2 separate regions of the Oryzias latipes genome follow, and region 1 is linked to region 2. Evidence: chromatin contacts called from public Hi-C data. All regions are on one chromosome and are shown on one strand. The core of a region is the stretch at or near the end of the contact, and the rest is flanking DNA. Distances in the headings are between cores, read along the strand shown.

The links. Hi-C and Micro-C count contacts between places; a contact is called where the count stands out from the background.
Region 1: a contact with region 2 is called in a Hi-C map of gastrula embryo, with 1.9 times the contacts expected there. The contact joins the promoter of tsc22d2 here to the enhancer-like site in region 2. A contact is called at or near these places in 4 of 5 Hi-C or Micro-C datasets (embryo and gastrula embryo).

What each region holds. Positions count from the first base shown.
Region 1 is chr17:14,744,079-14,747,030 of ASM223467v1, reverse strand. tsc22d2 (TSC22 domain family protein 2) reads left to right here and starts at 1,335. Exons shown (of 4, transcript XM_011486402.3): 1 at 1,335-2,952. The coding sequence starts at 1,951.
Region 2 is chr17:14,708,852-14,712,064 of ASM223467v1, reverse strand. It overlaps fyttd1 (UAP56-interacting factor), which reads right to left. Exons shown (of 9, transcript XM_020710868.2): 9 at 2,658-3,177. The coding sequence ends at 3,076. It overlaps tsc22d2 (TSC22 domain family protein 2), which reads left to right. Exons shown (of 4, transcript XM_011486402.3): 4 at 1-14. Among protein-coding and RNA genes, the nearest start is that of fyttd1, 6.7 kb to the right of the region's middle. Within about 2 kb of position 1,839, at least 1 of the 8 cell types and tissues checked has an H3K27ac peak or open chromatin away from gene starts, as enhancers often do. A contact at or near this core is called in gastrula embryo, where this site is marked.

The DNA of each region.
Region 1 (2,952 bases), core at 86-2,585, 35 kb before region 2:
ATGAATCCAAACATGTTTTAATGACATTAACTCATGCAGAAAAGCGGAAAAATACACACCAGAGTTCAGTTCATGAGTAATCATACTTCTGTGTCAGCACAAGCAGTGAAGGAAGTAGATACTTCCTTTTCTTACTAATACCATAGCATAAACATTTCAGTCTATATTTTAATACTTGCTGGAATAAGAAAAAGGACAAAATGTCAGTACTTTATGCTTAAAGTTCAGAAATTAAAGAATAATTCCACAATTAAAACCAAACTGTGACCCAAATCAAGAGGAAAGTGAATTGTTGCATCCTTTCTGAATATTTACATTTAAAGTGTCAAATGTGTATTGGGCTAAATTTAAAGAGGATTTATTGTTTTATTACATTAAACCAGGCTTAGTACAAACCTACTAAAATGTTTTTCTTAGTTTTTACATCCCATTAGCAAAATAAAAAATATTTTTTCTGATTTTTTGTTTTATTTTGTTGTTCTGTAATTCAAAAGTCATATATCAAACCGAAACAAAACCATGACCCAAAATTAAAGAGTTGAACCAATTTGTGAAGAAAGTGTATCTATCCCAATGTAAAAAGAAAAGCAACAAAAAACTTTCAATTTTTTCCACTCCAGTCATCTTTTGATCATTGTAAAAGCATTCAAGGGGATCTTTTGATAACAATATGACTTTTTACAACCAAACTTAAAAACCTGTTTCTGGGATATAGTTTCTTCAGAGAGGCAGAAACTCATTAGAAATTCACCTCCGTGTGGGACTGTTAGCGAGGAGTACGTCTTCCCCCATTTTCCATTATCTCTCTGTTTACAAGCTCTCCTGCTAACTTAAATATGAAGGCCCCTCATCATCCAATATTGGAACTATCCAGTCGTACAGTTTTGAGTCAGATGCCACATCCTTAAGAGAAGCCTTGGTTGGTCTGTAATTTTAAACTAATTCTTTGTATAAACTAATTGCATTTGAAACTTTATTAAATATCGGTAATCTTTAAACTAGTGATTTCTTCATTTTATAGATATCAATATTCTACCGTATATAAAACTGGGGTGCAGCAATTACCTTAAAATACTTGAAAATTGATTACATGAGTTATAGATAAAAGCGCGCCTTTTACTGGTCAATTTTATATTTTGGATTAAGAAATTTGAGCTCAAAAGTATTTTTCCCCCCTGAAAATTGAAATGGAGATTTGCACTGATAAACGCATGGTTATGCTAGTGGGAATACTAGTGTTTTCTGAATTCTCATTTTTTCCGAGGTTCCCTGAAAGCGTCACCAGCCTTTGGAATTCACAAACAGCTTCTACGTAAAGAATAGAGCGCGCATCATCTACCCACGATGCAGCGCGGCGGCTGAAGACAACATAGCCATCTTGTCAAGAGTTCTCTTGGGTGAACGAGACGACTGCAGGCTCCCAGAAGATTATTATTTTTTTCAAGCCTAAATTTTGGAAGAGGGTTTATTTTTTTCTTTGCCGCTGATATTGTATGAGGAGCGCTTGGCCGCAAACGACACAGAACGGGTGGAGAGAGGCTACGCAAGACCGCGTTCTGGAAGATGTCTCGCATACTTGTACCGACGTAGGGGGAGTGTACGGCAGCCAGTTGGTGTGAAGCGTTAGCTCGCTTGTTGAGTGAAGGGCTCCGGGCCCTCCTCAGCCCAAAGCAGCCCCCAGCTGCTGGGGAGCACACCCCGCCGCAACAGCCCGACGACCACCGGACAACCAGGATACCAGCAGGCCGGCGTGGACTGCTCCCGCAGCCCCTCAGTGCTTGGAGTCCCGGACAACTAGAACTGCGAAACGCAACAGGAGACCAACAGGAAGAGAATGACGCAGATTCATTTTGATAACAGTTAAGTAGACCGAGAAAACACAACGATAACGTGCTGTTGATGCTAGCACAGCTCGTCTTCTTTTGACCGACTCGGAACCAGGCTGTCATTATGTCGAAAATGCCGGCGAAGAAGAAGAGCTGTTTTCAGATTACTAGTGTGACTCAGGCCCAAGTGGCGGCTGTCGGTGCCGGTGACGACACCGAGAGTCTGGACGACCCGGACGAAACGCGGAATGAGGACGTCTCGTCTGAGCTATACGAAGCGCTCCGGGTAGAGCCCGCCGACGAAAGAGGCTCGCCCGAGGACGGCGTGAATAACGTCGGGGAGGTCGAGGCGGGCAGCGCTGTGGCTTCTTCACCAGGTGGAGAGCCACGCAAAGGGGGAGTGTCCGGCTCCAGTCAGGGTGCTCAGCAGCAGCCGCCGCAGCCTCAAACACCCGGTGTGTCAGCCACCACATCACAGCATGCTGCAGTGACCAGCACCGCTCCCCCTTCCACCACCTCCACAGTGAGCTGCTCCTCTCGTTTCAGGGTCATTAAACTTGATCATGGTACTGGAGAACCCTTTCGCAGGGGCAGATGGACATGTACTGAGTTCTATGAGAAGGACTCTGAAGGCTCCCATTCTGGAAGGACTGTAGATAGTATGAGACACGGCAGCATAACACTGGACCCGGCTGCAGACAGAGACAGTGGGCTTGGGCTTACGGGAGGTTCAGTTGTTTCTCCTGCAACACACTCGAGTCTGAGCTTGGGCTCCATGGCAGAGGTTTCCCACTCGTCCGCGCGCATGCAACCAGTGGAGACACTACCACAGCAGATCGTGCATCCGAACTATAGTGCCGCCAGCTTGATGCCAGCCGTTACTCCGGTTCAGTCAGTCGAAGGAGGTCTTCAGAACATACTGCCTGTTGGTCAGAACGGCCTGCCTCAGCCTGTTCTCCCTATTCAAAAGTCGCCCATCGTGACTCCATCAGCCCAGCCTCTTGTGTACCCTCCCCAGCAGCAGCAGCAGCAGCCGCTTCCTGTTGGCCACCATCTGACCGGTCAGTCTTCGGGGCTCGTCCAGAACCAGATTGAGTACTATCAACCTTTGGGGCCTGCTTCTGGC
Region 2 (3,213 bases), core at 590-3,089:
GAGAAGAAAAAACATGTCTTCTTAGCCACCAGCTTGACCACAAAGTACAGTGTGTGTAGGGGTGTGTGTGTGTGTGTGTGTGTGTGTGTGTGTGTGTGTGTGTGTGTGTGTGTGTGTGTGTGTGTGTGTGTGTGTGTGTGTGTGTGTGTGTGTGTGTGTGTGTGTGTGTGTGTGTGTGTGTGTGTGTGTGTGTGTGTGTGTGTGTGTGTGTGTGTGTGTGTGTGTGTGTGTGTGTGTGTGTGTGTGTGTGTGTGTGTGTGTGTGTGTTTCAAACGTGAGAATGAAGTATGTGTACCGCGGGCCTTTCCAGTGTTAAATGCAATCATCAAGAGCTACGGAGGGCATGTCGGGAAGGGGAGGCAGGACGCAGCAGCAGCAGGTGGGGTTGAGGCCAGAGCCGAGCCAGCCTCGTGGTCAGAACCTACGCCTGCTGGTGGAGAAAGGGGGCGGGTGCGAGTGATTGTTCAGAGCTAAATATTTTTGTAAAGTAAAGAGCGGGTTAAGGGGATTTGTAAAGCGAGAACGCGGGAGTCTGTTTTTTCGGAGGGCCACACTGCTGCCGTTACTCTTTTCCCATCAGTCTTTTTTAGCTTCCACTTCTTTTTTTTATTTATTTATTGCAGGGCTGCTGTTTTCATACATGAACAATTGGATACTTTTTTTCTTTTCTTTTCTTTTACGCAGCCCTCTCATTCATGTTTCCTGTTTTTTCTTTTACAGTGTTTTAAACTGATCGGCTTCAAAGCTTTGTGAAAAAACAACAAAAAAAAATAGTAGGCAAAAACATTCTGACAAATGTTCAACACTAATATTATGCTGCAGTTGTCAATTCATAGCTCAAGCCTGATTTGAATGTACATTTTTGTATATTATAAAGTATTAAAAGCCTTGGTGGGCTACAGCTGTCATCAGATGTTAAAATAAACCGGCTAAAGGCAGTTGAAGAAAACTGACTTCTCTTAAAGTGAATTAGTGTTGCCTCCCCTCCATGCATTTTTTTTTCTCTTGTCTTCAAAAGCTGTGAAATCATCCAACATAATTAAATGTACGTCAACCAAAGATGAAAAACTGTGTTAAAATTATTTTAAATGCACACTTTTTTTTTTGTTTCTTCTCCTTTCACGAAATATTTTGTTGCTGTTCCGCATGTTCTGCATGTTCTGTAATCTTTAAACCACTTTCTTACCTCATTTTTATTCAGCACTCTTATTGTAAGATAGTCTGTGAACAGTGTAAGTTTAGGGAAGTGGAGCTGAAAGTCGAAAAATAACCTAGTGTTACTGACACTAGTCACAGCAAAACGAAGTGAGCCATGTTTTCATTTAAATGGTGTTTGAATTTCATATGCCAATAGTTTTGTTACTTTGCAAATTTTAATGTATTTAAATAAAAGCAATATTCAGATTCAAGAGGATTTGGCTCCTGTTTTTCTGACTTATTAGGATTTTATTAGCCCCCAGAGGACACAATATACCTGCATGCTGTCAATTTTTTCTTTAAAATGTGTTTTTTTTTCTCTTTTATATATATTACATTTTTATCACATGTAACCCTTGTGTTATCTTAGATGACCCCCACCCTTACATTGACGTGTTCTCCCTATTATGACAAAGGTGGATAAAGGTGGAAAGATTTCATGTAATCCATGGAAACCAGTGAAGATCACAAATCATTGAAGAAAAAAGGTTCAGAGCACTGTCTAGTGGGTCTAGATGACCCAACTCCCAATGTTAAAGTGCCTAGGATAGCACAAGAGTTAATCACATGCTCCACATGTCAACCGCTAGCATACATACCAGTACCTGCTGTAACAACAGCGCCGCCAGTGGAATAGATGGTGGAATAACACGTCAATGGGGTGGGGTCGTCTAAGATAGCACAAGGGTTAAAAAGCCAATTGTAGCTTCTGTTTTCTGCCACTGAGCAGTGTGAACTTTAAATCCTCATGGATTTTTTCTGCATTTGGAGAAGAACTGCAGAAAATGAGGAAGATCAGCTATCTTTCCTGCAAAAACAAACATCTGATTTCTTTAAGAACTATGAGTGTAATTTTTAACCGATTAATCTATTTTCATTCTCATGATCCAACAAGATCGATTGAGGCAAGTATTTTATTTTACTATGATAAATTGAAATAAATTGATATTGGGGAAATACCATTTGGATTAAAGCACAGTGGGTTTATTCTACTGTTAACTTAAAAACCACCAGTGACATCACAGCAGATGTGATGTCAGGAAAAAAAAACCATACAGTGTGGCAGAATGTTCTAATGTTCCGTTTGGATTATTTTAAATTGGAAAAACAACAGTGGGCTGAACTTTATGAAAATAAAATGTAAATGAATTTGCCATTATTTTTTGGTTTTTTTTGTACACATATTTACTTTAAACTTGGTTCTTTTGCAAGAAATCCAAGGAATCTGGAAAACTTCACCTGTACTGTTCAGTACCAGGTATTTATCACTGAGTCACACTGATTAAGGTTTTGGCTGAAGATGTCCCGGGTTGATGATAGGTCAGTGATTCGAATCGTTCTGAATGAACCGATATCGACTATGAATCGTATCGTCAACTAGAAATTATTATATGAATTTAACTGTTGAAACGAATCGTTACACCCACTATTAAAAAACATTTTTGGGCCACACAAATATATCAGATTTGAGGAAACTTTATTTGAAATTACAAAACTTTGAAATGTTTAAAAAAAAAAAAATACAGAATACACACCATTTTAGCAAATACATAGCGATTCCCTCTGAAAACGAAAGCTTCATGGCGTTAACAGTCTGAATAGAAAAACTCCTGGTGTACAAAGGGCTTAGTATGACGGCACAGACGATGGGCGGGGGGCTCTAAGCTCCCAAAATGTCTACACTTTAGTCCCCTCAGCTGAAGTGTTGTGCAGGTCCTGCTTGCTCGTCCCACAGATGAGTCTCCTTCATCAGTAAGGTGGTGGTGGTGTGTGTGTGTGTGTGGGGGGGGGGGGGGGGGGGGGGGGGGGGGGTTTCCCACCCACCCGCTGGGATTGGCAGGGTTGAAATCCAGAGTTCAATAGGTTTTCCAGGACAACCTAACCCACGGTGACAAATCTGCTGCCTTTGCTGGTCTGTGCTGAGGCGGTGCGCTGGTCTTTCAGGATGCGAAAGCGCTCGTTCAGCGTCATGGACGTTTGCTGCAGAGAGTGGAGTCAGAGGTAAGCACGCCAAAA